Linked DNA regions of Triticum aestivum: region 1 is linked to region 2. Evidence: chromatin contacts called from public Hi-C data. All regions are on one chromosome and are shown on one strand. Each heading gives the region's core, a stretch centred on a gene start, on an enhancer-like site or on the middle of the called end of the contact. The rest is flanking DNA. Distances are from core to core; before and after follow the strand shown.

What was found. Hi-C and Micro-C count contacts between places; a contact is called where the count stands out from the background.
Region 1: a Hi-C map of leaf shows a contact between it and region 2, with 4 times the contacts expected there. The contact joins the promoter of LOC123116368 here to the promoter of LOC123112344 in region 2. A contact is called at or near these places in 2 of 5 Hi-C or Micro-C datasets (both in leaf) and 1 of 1 datasets of contacts at active chromatin or transcription factors (leaf).

The regions. Positions count from the first base shown.
Region 1 is chr5B:442,985,369-442,989,745 of IWGSC CS RefSeq v2.1, reverse strand. LOC123116368 reads left to right here and starts at 1,383. Exons shown (of 5, transcript XM_044537334.1): 1 at 1,383-1,751; 2 at 1,897-1,933; 3 at 2,045-2,166; 4 at 2,262-2,325; 5 at 2,608-3,089. The coding sequence starts at 1,506. The coding sequence ends at 2,324.
Region 2 is chr5B:442,833,834-442,838,448 of IWGSC CS RefSeq v2.1, reverse strand. LOC123112344 (probable WRKY transcription factor 2) reads left to right here and starts at 2,907. Exons shown (of 6, transcript XM_044533302.1): 1 at 2,907-3,385; 2 at 4,096-4,582. The coding sequence starts at 4,118.

The DNA of each region.
Region 1 (4,377 bases), core at 134-2,633, 150 kb before region 2:
GTTGCCATATATAATTAACTTTACTTGCCATGTATCATTAAATATAGTTGTCGTGTGTAACTAATTAGAGTTGCCACGTATGGTAGTTGTCGTGTGTGATTAACTAGTTGCCACATATGCACAACTGTAGTTGCCATCTATCATCGTGCAAGCGTCGTCGGGCGAGCGTCGTGTGTCCGTTCGGGCGAGGAGCGCCCACACGTGTGGCACTAAATGATAACACTCACACAACGCTGGGTGCTTACGTGGCTCTCGACCAAGATGGCAGTTGCTGCAATATTCATGCAAATGAATCATACGGTATCAACTGCATTTGGGCCATGTTGATAAGTGTCACACATGTGGGCGTTATCATTTAGAAAAGAAAAGAAGGCTCGGAAAAGAGAAAGCCAAAGAAGCTAAGACAAACCTCACTTGTCATAACCTGAGAGTTTTTCTTTTCCCGTAAATTTATTTATTCAAAATGGTTTATCTCTTAAACCATGCATCTAAATCCCGAACCATGTTCACCATTAGATTCCTCGCGTCGAGATCTTTAAAACTAGATTCCATGTTCATACTTTTCGTCAAACTTTGTATATGAGAAAACCGGACAAAAACTTGACTGGAAGCATGAATTTTTCACTTTTTTTCCTTTTCCAAAAGGGAACAGTTATGCCTCTCGCGAAAACAAATCTGTGCCTCTCATGAAAGAAGAAGAAACGCGTTCTTTTTCTTTTTTGAGAGGCACAACTTTGCCTCTTATGGAAGCAAATTTATGCCTTGACACGTTTGTGCCTCTCGCGGAAGAAAAAAAAAAGGAAGCACATTTTTTCTTTTTTTGGTGCCTCTCACGAAAGTAAATTTGTGCCTCCACGTGAAGTAAAATCGCGCCTCTGGTGGAAGCAAAAAAACGCGCTTTCCCTTTTCAAAAGGTGGAGTTCTGCCTCTCGCGGAAGCAAATTTGTGTCTTCCATGAGAAAGGAAAAAATCATCTAAAACTCGACCCATACAAAAAAATAAAAATAAAAATCTTGAGAAAGCACTCAGCACGCGACACGTGTCGGTGGATGAGAGTGCGCCAAGTGACGCGCTCTCAGCGCACCAGTAGTTACCTTTGCGGGAGCCCGCACGAGTACTCATGTGCTAGTTGCTCCCCAAACCTATCAATTGTATTTTTTTTTTACTTGGAGATTGTTTTTTAGACAAAAGTACAGACATACATACGGGCACAATTTTTTTTTAGGTGTTCATATGGGCTGTACTTTTTTTAGTTTTTTTTGGGGGGGCATCTGTACTTTTTTTTAGTGGATTTTGGGTGTTCATATAGGCAGCCAAACGGGTTTGCAGAATGTGGCCCGCCCAAGCGACGACATAGGTTTCACTGGGCCGAGTGCGGAAGCTCAAACCGCAACCAAACAGTCCAGTGGATTTTGTTGGGAAGACTCTCCTGCCTGCCTCCCACTCGAAAAGAAAGATAAGGAGGCCCCACCCGGCAGCGTCTGCTCTCAGCATCCGCCACGGCCATGGCCTTCGTCGCCATCCACGCCCGCCTCGCCGTCCTCCTCCCTCGCCTCAGCGCCGCCGCCTCGTCTCTCCGGTCCGCTCCTCCCCGCACCCGTCTCTCGCCTCTCAGGACTTCAACCGGACACATCTTCCGCAGCCCGCGGTGCAGGCGTCGGCCGTGTCGCGCTCGCGCCGCCTCCATCACCGCGTCGCTCGACCTCACCGAGGACAACGTCCGGCAGGCCATCGTCGACGCCAAAGCCGAGGCAAGCAAGGCATCCTTCCCTCTCACATCCACACCGAAGAACATATCTGTTTTGCACGGCCGCCCACGGCTCACGGTGACTGACAGCCTACGTCCAAATTAACTGACGAACGCCATTGTTGTTGGTCTCCCGCACCGCGTTTCAGCTGGCCCAGCTATTCGACACGTCGGTCGGCATAACAGGTGAAAAATCCAAGCCAATTCCTTTCACGAACTGCACTGCAGCACCGATCCAGTCGCCCTGCTGAAGTTTGCCATTCCTTCCTCATCGTGAATGGTGACTGATGATGGCAGGGCAAGTTGATCTGGCGGAGCTGGACGGGCCGTTCGTGAAGCTCCGCCTCAAGGGAAAGTTCTGGCACACCCGCGCCACCGTCGTCGCGCGGATTGGCAACTACCTCAAGAACCGTATACCGGTGAGCTCTTCTTCTTCCAGCTCGCTGTTGTTCCTCCTGGAGCGTGGGGGGAAGTTATATCAAAGATGGTGACGAGGTTTTTTGGGTTTGTCCAGGAAATCTTGGAGGTGGAGATCGAAGATGAGGACCAGCTTGACGACAGCCCCGCGGCTTACTGAGGTATCTGTTCCCCAAGTGTTCACTGTTCATTATCTATTTTGTTCTTGCATTATACTGAAACTATCCAACTTAGGTTCTAGATCAAACACTTGAGGTCTTTTTTAGCACTAGCAGTATCATGTTTGGTAGTTCTAGTTAGCAGTTCAGCTATAGCTATGAGACTCTGAGTATATTGGTGTAATGGACTGAATTGCTGAAGCGAAGTTGCTGAAGTTGCTATAGCTATAACACCTTTTATTTTTTGAATTTTCCCTAACACCTTCTTTGCTGCTTGAGGAGTAGCATGGTATGGAGCTTCAGGATTTGCGTCTGCATAGATGGATTGGCTTGCACCAGCTACATTGTGGTTGCAGAGACCTGACATTTCAATGTATTTCTTCAGGGTAAAGAACATGCGAGCTGTTGCTGAGGGTGCCTACTTTTTCAGTACCGGGTTTGGTAGGCGTAGGATCATCTTTTTTGTGAGCGGAAAGGATATGGCAATGATGTTGTACACTTATGCGTTAGCTAACTCCTGCCAATGATGCTTAAGTTGGTGTGCTCATCATACTGCATTTGGGATGCAACTGCATCAGTATGTCACTGTAGTCATGTGTTCATTATGTCTTGTGATGTGGACAGCCCTCGGGTAGAACTGAAAGCCCACAATCACTCACAGAATTGGTTCACATAGTCCTCCATGAACCATCTGTAATTCGATTGTAATTTCTACGCACAGACGGATCTGGTGTTATGTTATTCTGATATGCTGTTCTTGCACTTCACACGCCCTCGTATCGTACTTTTCATGTTTGAAGAGAATTTTGGTGCTGTAAGCTGATCTCTTACAGTCATGTGCATCCTTGTGATGAAATGCGGAAGTCAGTACAGGTCTGAATCTTGTTCTCCTGCATCGGGGTTGGGGGGGACTTCAAATGACCTACTTTTGACACCATTTTATGTTCGATTGTCGGATGTTTTGGCAGCCGCGAACTATGTCGTGCAGAAGGCGTTCAGCGGCTTGCATTCGCGTAGATGGATTGATTTGCACCAGCTACATTCTGATTACAGAGACCTGATATTTCAATGTACTTCTTCAGGGATTTGCACCAGCTACATTCTGATTACAGAGACCTGATATCAGGGTAAAGAACATGCGAGCCATTGCTGACGGCGCCTACTTTTTTCAGTAACGGGTCCGGTAGGATCATCATCTTGTAAGTGGGAAGGATGCATCAATGATTATTTTTGAGAAAACAAGGGTAACCCCGGCCTTTGCGTCATTGTGATGCACACAGCCAAAGGATACATCAATGATGATCATCAGTTCCATTAATTAATGGAAAGAAATTGGGAGCGAGGCTCTTAATAAAGTCGTAAAACATATGGCAATGACTCCTGCGCTGATTATACATTTATTTACGTGTTAACTAACTCGTGGCAATGATGTTTAAGTTGGTGCGACCATCATACTGCATATGGAACACCACCACTGCATCAATATGCCCCTGTAGTCATGTGTCCTGCATCCGGGGAACTTTGAATGATTTCGGAGACCCTATTTCTGTTGAACCGTCAAATATTCGGGCAGCGGCAGAAGCTTTCCGACGAACAAGACACCGTTCCAGCTCCTATCCGAGTGTAACAGGACACCATTCCAGCTGTTCCTGTCAGTGGAAAAGTAGCATCCCTGAACTGAACCTGGACGGTTGGGCTCCCGTGGGAGAAGCTGGGAGCTGTTGCTATCGGATTCAGAGAGACGAATGTTCAGAGAACAGCATGTGCACATTCCAGCGTTTTGCGAATCATGCCCTGTATCCACGCACAAGCGGAAAGACAGATCCATGCACAGAGAATAAGTAGACTAGCATACCTGAACAGACTGACAGAAAAACTGTTCCAAACAAGATCTCAGTCCAAGTAAGCTGAACATCTACGACGCCTCAAGAAGATCTGGGCGAGAGAGAAATGGATACTGAAACAGAATGGGCGTGTTTGGTTCTCGTAGCAACTTTTGACTGCATAGCGTACACTTCCTAGTTGGGCTTGGCTGAGGGAAAAACAGGCAAAAAA
Region 2 (4,615 bases), core at 1,658-4,157:
TCAGAACCACAACCACCAATGGCGCCAAGCCCCGGGAAGGCACTAAGACTACGAGGAGGGGCTCTAGGGGCCCCCCAATCCAATGGGGTGGGGCTTCGGCGAGCTAGATTTGCCATCGACAGGTCCAAACGGCGATTTCGGTGCTCCAAAATGAAGGCCAGTTATTTGGGGAGTTTTCATGTTACATACATACGTTCGTTTGCTATTTTAGTATTTCCTTCACAAACATAAAAATGATTCTCCAACAAAGGTTGTGATATGAAAATACATTTTCTATATATGGTTTTGCATTATACCTTGCTAGTAAGTTAGAGTTTCAGTAAATTATTGATGACATGGATATATAAAGGTAAATGATACCAGTCGCCAAGACGGTCGGATTGACCGGGTCTTTCGCCCGCACTTTTCCGCTAGCGATGTCTCTTCCCCTTGGATTCAGACAAGCTTAAGGTAATGTCCTCATAGGAGCCTCATGTAAATGCTCCTTTCCAAGACTCCTCCTCTCCCTCCTCCCATCGGTGCTCACCTCCATGGACCGTCAAATGGAGCTCAGAACCAAAGCCATCTATGCCGCCAAGCCCCGGGAAGGCACTAACACTACGGGGAGTGGCTCTAGGGGTCCCCGATCCAATGGTGGTGGGGCTCCGGCGAGCTAGATTTTTCGTCGAAGGGCCCAAACAGCGAGTTCGGTGCTCCAGAAAGGTTAGTGATTTGGGTATTTTTCATGTTACATACATACATTCGTTTGCTATTTTAGTATTTCCTTTCCAAACATGAAAATGATTCTCCAACAAAGGTTGTGATACGGAAATACTTTTGCTACATATGGTCTTGCATTGTACCTTGTTAATAAATTAGAGTTTCAGTAAATTATCGATGACATGGATATATAGGGTAAATGATACATGTTGCCAGGATGGTTGGATTGACTAGGTATTTCGCCCGTACTTTCCGCTAGCGATTTCTCTTCCCCTTGGACTTAGACAAGCTCAAGGTAACGTCCTCATAGGAGCCTCATGTAGTTGCTCCTCTCCCAGACGCCTCTGGGGCTCCTCCCCTCGCTCCTCCCATCAGCGCTTACCGCCATGTACCTTCAACTGGAGCTCAAAACCAAAGCCATCTATGCCGCCAAGCCCCATGAAGGCACCAAGACTACGAGGAGTGGCTCTAGGGGGTCCCCTGATCCAATGGTGGTGGGGCTTTGGCGGGCTAGATTTGCGGTCGAGGGGCCCAAACAACGAGTTTGGTGCTCCAAAATGAAGGTCAGTGATTTGGGGATTTTTCATGTAGATACATACGTTTGTTTGATATTTTATTAGTATTTCCTTTGAAAACATAAAAATGATTCTCCAACCAAAAATCATGATATGAAATTACATTTCTAAATATGGTTTTGCATTATACCTTGCTAATAAATTAGAGTTTCAGAAAATTATTACGATGTGAATATATAAAGGAAATGACACCCCCCGCCCGATTGATTTGATTGACCGGGTCTTCCGCCCGCACTTTCCGCTAGGGATGCTTCTTCCCTGTGGACTCACACAAGTGCAAGATAACTTCCTCATAGAAGCCTTATGTGGCTGCTCCTCTCTCATCCTCCTCCGGGGCTCCCCTTGACACCCCCTCCCTCCTCCCATTGGCGCTCACTGCCATGGACCTTGAATTGGAGCTTAGAACCAAAGCCCTCTACGCCGCCAAGCTTCGGAAAGGCACAGAGACCACGAGGAGTGGCACTAGGGGTCCCATAATCCAATGGCGGTGAGGCTTCGGCAAGCTAGATTTTTTGTCAACTAGCCCGAATGGCAAGATCAATGCTCCTAAATGAAGGTCAGAATGATTGAAGGAATTTTCATGTTACTTACATACCTCCGGTTGGCATGTTACAATCTCGTTTTCCCACACGCGCGCGTGCCCACACACACACACACACGCACGCACATGACATGGTACAAAATATTGCATACATGCTGCAAGTTGCTTATCCATGGTCTGTATGCACCGTGTGTGCAATGACTTTTCTCAGTGATTTGTTGGGACAAAAAGGAAAAATCATTGCATTAGTTTTTTTCTTCCTTTTTTTGGCATCTTCTTCACATACCATGAGGAATCATGCTACTCCGGCCGGTCCTTTTCAGTCTGCATATTAGATTAGTATGTTGTTAAACTTTACTAATTTTGATCAAATTTATATTAAAGAATATTAACTTCTACAATACCTAATAAATATAGTATAAAAATATATTCCAAGATGGATCTAATGATATTGACGTTGTTATGTGAATGTTATTAATTTTTTGTATAAACCTGATCAAATTTTGAAGAGTTTAATTTCAGACAAACCTAATATGCAGAGTAAAAAAGACCACAGGAGGAAATATCCCGACCCTCCGCGCATTACGCGCGTCTCTTTTGCAACCCGCTCCCCCCTGTTTTCCTGCATGCCCATCCATCCATCTAGATCAGGACTCCTCACACCTGGCCAGTCAAACCCCTATCCTCTTGTCTCCACCGATGCTGCGCAAGAAATGGTTGATGCAACGGCCGCTCCCTCTGCTTTCTTCCATGGCCAAGGCAGCAGCGAAAGTAGGGAGCCGTTTCCCACTAATCGCAGGGTAAAAGCACAGATTATCACCAGTAACTCCGCACCAAAAAATCAGCCTCCACCATACAAAAAGCCATTCACCAACGACCATCCATCCATCCATCCATGCCAGCACACAGTTGTGAGTACACAAAAATACAAACTTTCAGAGTATAACTCTTCTCATTTAGAGCAGCAGAGAAAACAAACAAACAAAAATCGGAGCGAGGACAGCTTTTGCCAATTAGAGTTGAGTTGGAGCAGAGCCAGCCCACCAGTGGCAGCAACGGAATCATCCTCCCCTCCCACCCCACCCCACCTTCTTCTTCGCCTTCTCCTTGGTCAAACCGCCTTTCGCTCTTCTCTACCCCCCTTAAAAAAAGTAGCGGCACCCGGAGCGGAGAACCAACCCAGGTGCGGGCTGGGAATCGAGGCGGGGCACCTCCACAATCTCCCTCTCTCTCCCCCTCTCTCCTCTGGTTCTTTCGGTGTGTTCCTCGTTTTCCGGGAGAGGCCGGGGGAGTTGTTCTTGTCCAGTGGAGTCGGTCCAGACCTACCCTCGCCCGTCTGCGCCCGGCAAGATCTTTGTTTCCCCCCGTTCGCGGCGGCTCCCTCCCTCCCTCCCTCCCTTCTTGGTTGGTGGGAGGCGAAGAAATTTTAGGTCGTCCGGTTTCGCCTGAATTGTTTCTTCTCCGTCACCGGCGGGAGCACATGATCTGAACCCCTCCGCGCCGCGCCGCTCCGTCCATCCGCCTTCTGTTTCGGGGGAGGAGAAGACGGATCAATCGTTCGGTATCGGAGGTATCGTCCACTTCATGAGGTGCCGATTGGGCATTTCTTCCTTTTCTTGTCCGCCTTTATTTCGCGGGGTTTGTTTGTCTATATACTCGTGCGTGCGGCTGATTCGGCGCCGGAATTGATTGTCCGGGAGTTATTGATGATTACCGAGACGGGTTGGCTGTAAAATTTGCATCTTGGTTTCAAAATTTTACCCATTTCAGTCATGGTTTCTCTCTCTAAACAAAGGGGGTTCTTATTTCAGTTATTATGGAATCTTTCCATTTCACATCGAAATTGCATCTATGGGGATTCAGCTCGTGGCCAGCAGTGGGTTGGATTCTCCATTTCATGTCGAATATCTCTCCTCTGTTTTCTTGTGCAATGATTCAGAGCATATGTATGCCTGTAAAAATTACAGCATTTCCGTATGAGTTCGTTCAGTGGTTTAATCAAGGTTTCAGTTCCCCTGAATTTGTTTCTTCATCTCTACCTGCTGCCATGATGTAGCCCAGTGGAAAACAGAATTGTGTCGGTCTGTGTACTGCCCATTTATGATTGGTTGCCTTTTACTATGTCATAGCACCTGCATAATTTGTTGTGCTTACTACTGATTCTGATCAGCATTTATTGTAAGTTGTGCTGTCGTGAAAAGGAAGCTTTTGCTTAATTTCACAGTCAAGCATCCAAGTGTTTTGACAGTAGTACTAATGTGGTGTACCTTGTTGTTTCAGCTGAGGAAGATTTCTTGCTCACATGGCCGGCACCAGCGATCGTGGATCCCTCATGGAGGACTGGATGGCCATGCCGCCGACACCCAGCCCGAGAACGCTCATGTCAAGCTTCTTGAATGAAGACTTCAGCTCTGGTCAATTCTCCAATTTTTTCGGCGAACATGTGAGCAACAAGCCCCATGATCAATCAGAGAAGAGAGGAGAGCTTGTGGATTTGAGGGAGCAAGTGCCTGCTCAGTCAGCTACAGATACAGCTACACCCCAAAAGGATTTTTCCCTGCAACCAAATTCGTTCAATGCTAATCAGAAATCAAACCCACAGGGATCTCTAGCTGAGCGCAGGGCTTCGAGAGCTGGTTTCAGTATCCCCAAGATTGATACATCTCGTGTGGGTTCATCCACAGTTATTCGATCACCCATAGCAATTCCACCTGGTCTTAGTCCAACTACTCTTCTTGAGTCACCGGTCTTTCTCTACAATGCTATGGTATGCCATCTTCTCATAACTGGTGCCACCAAT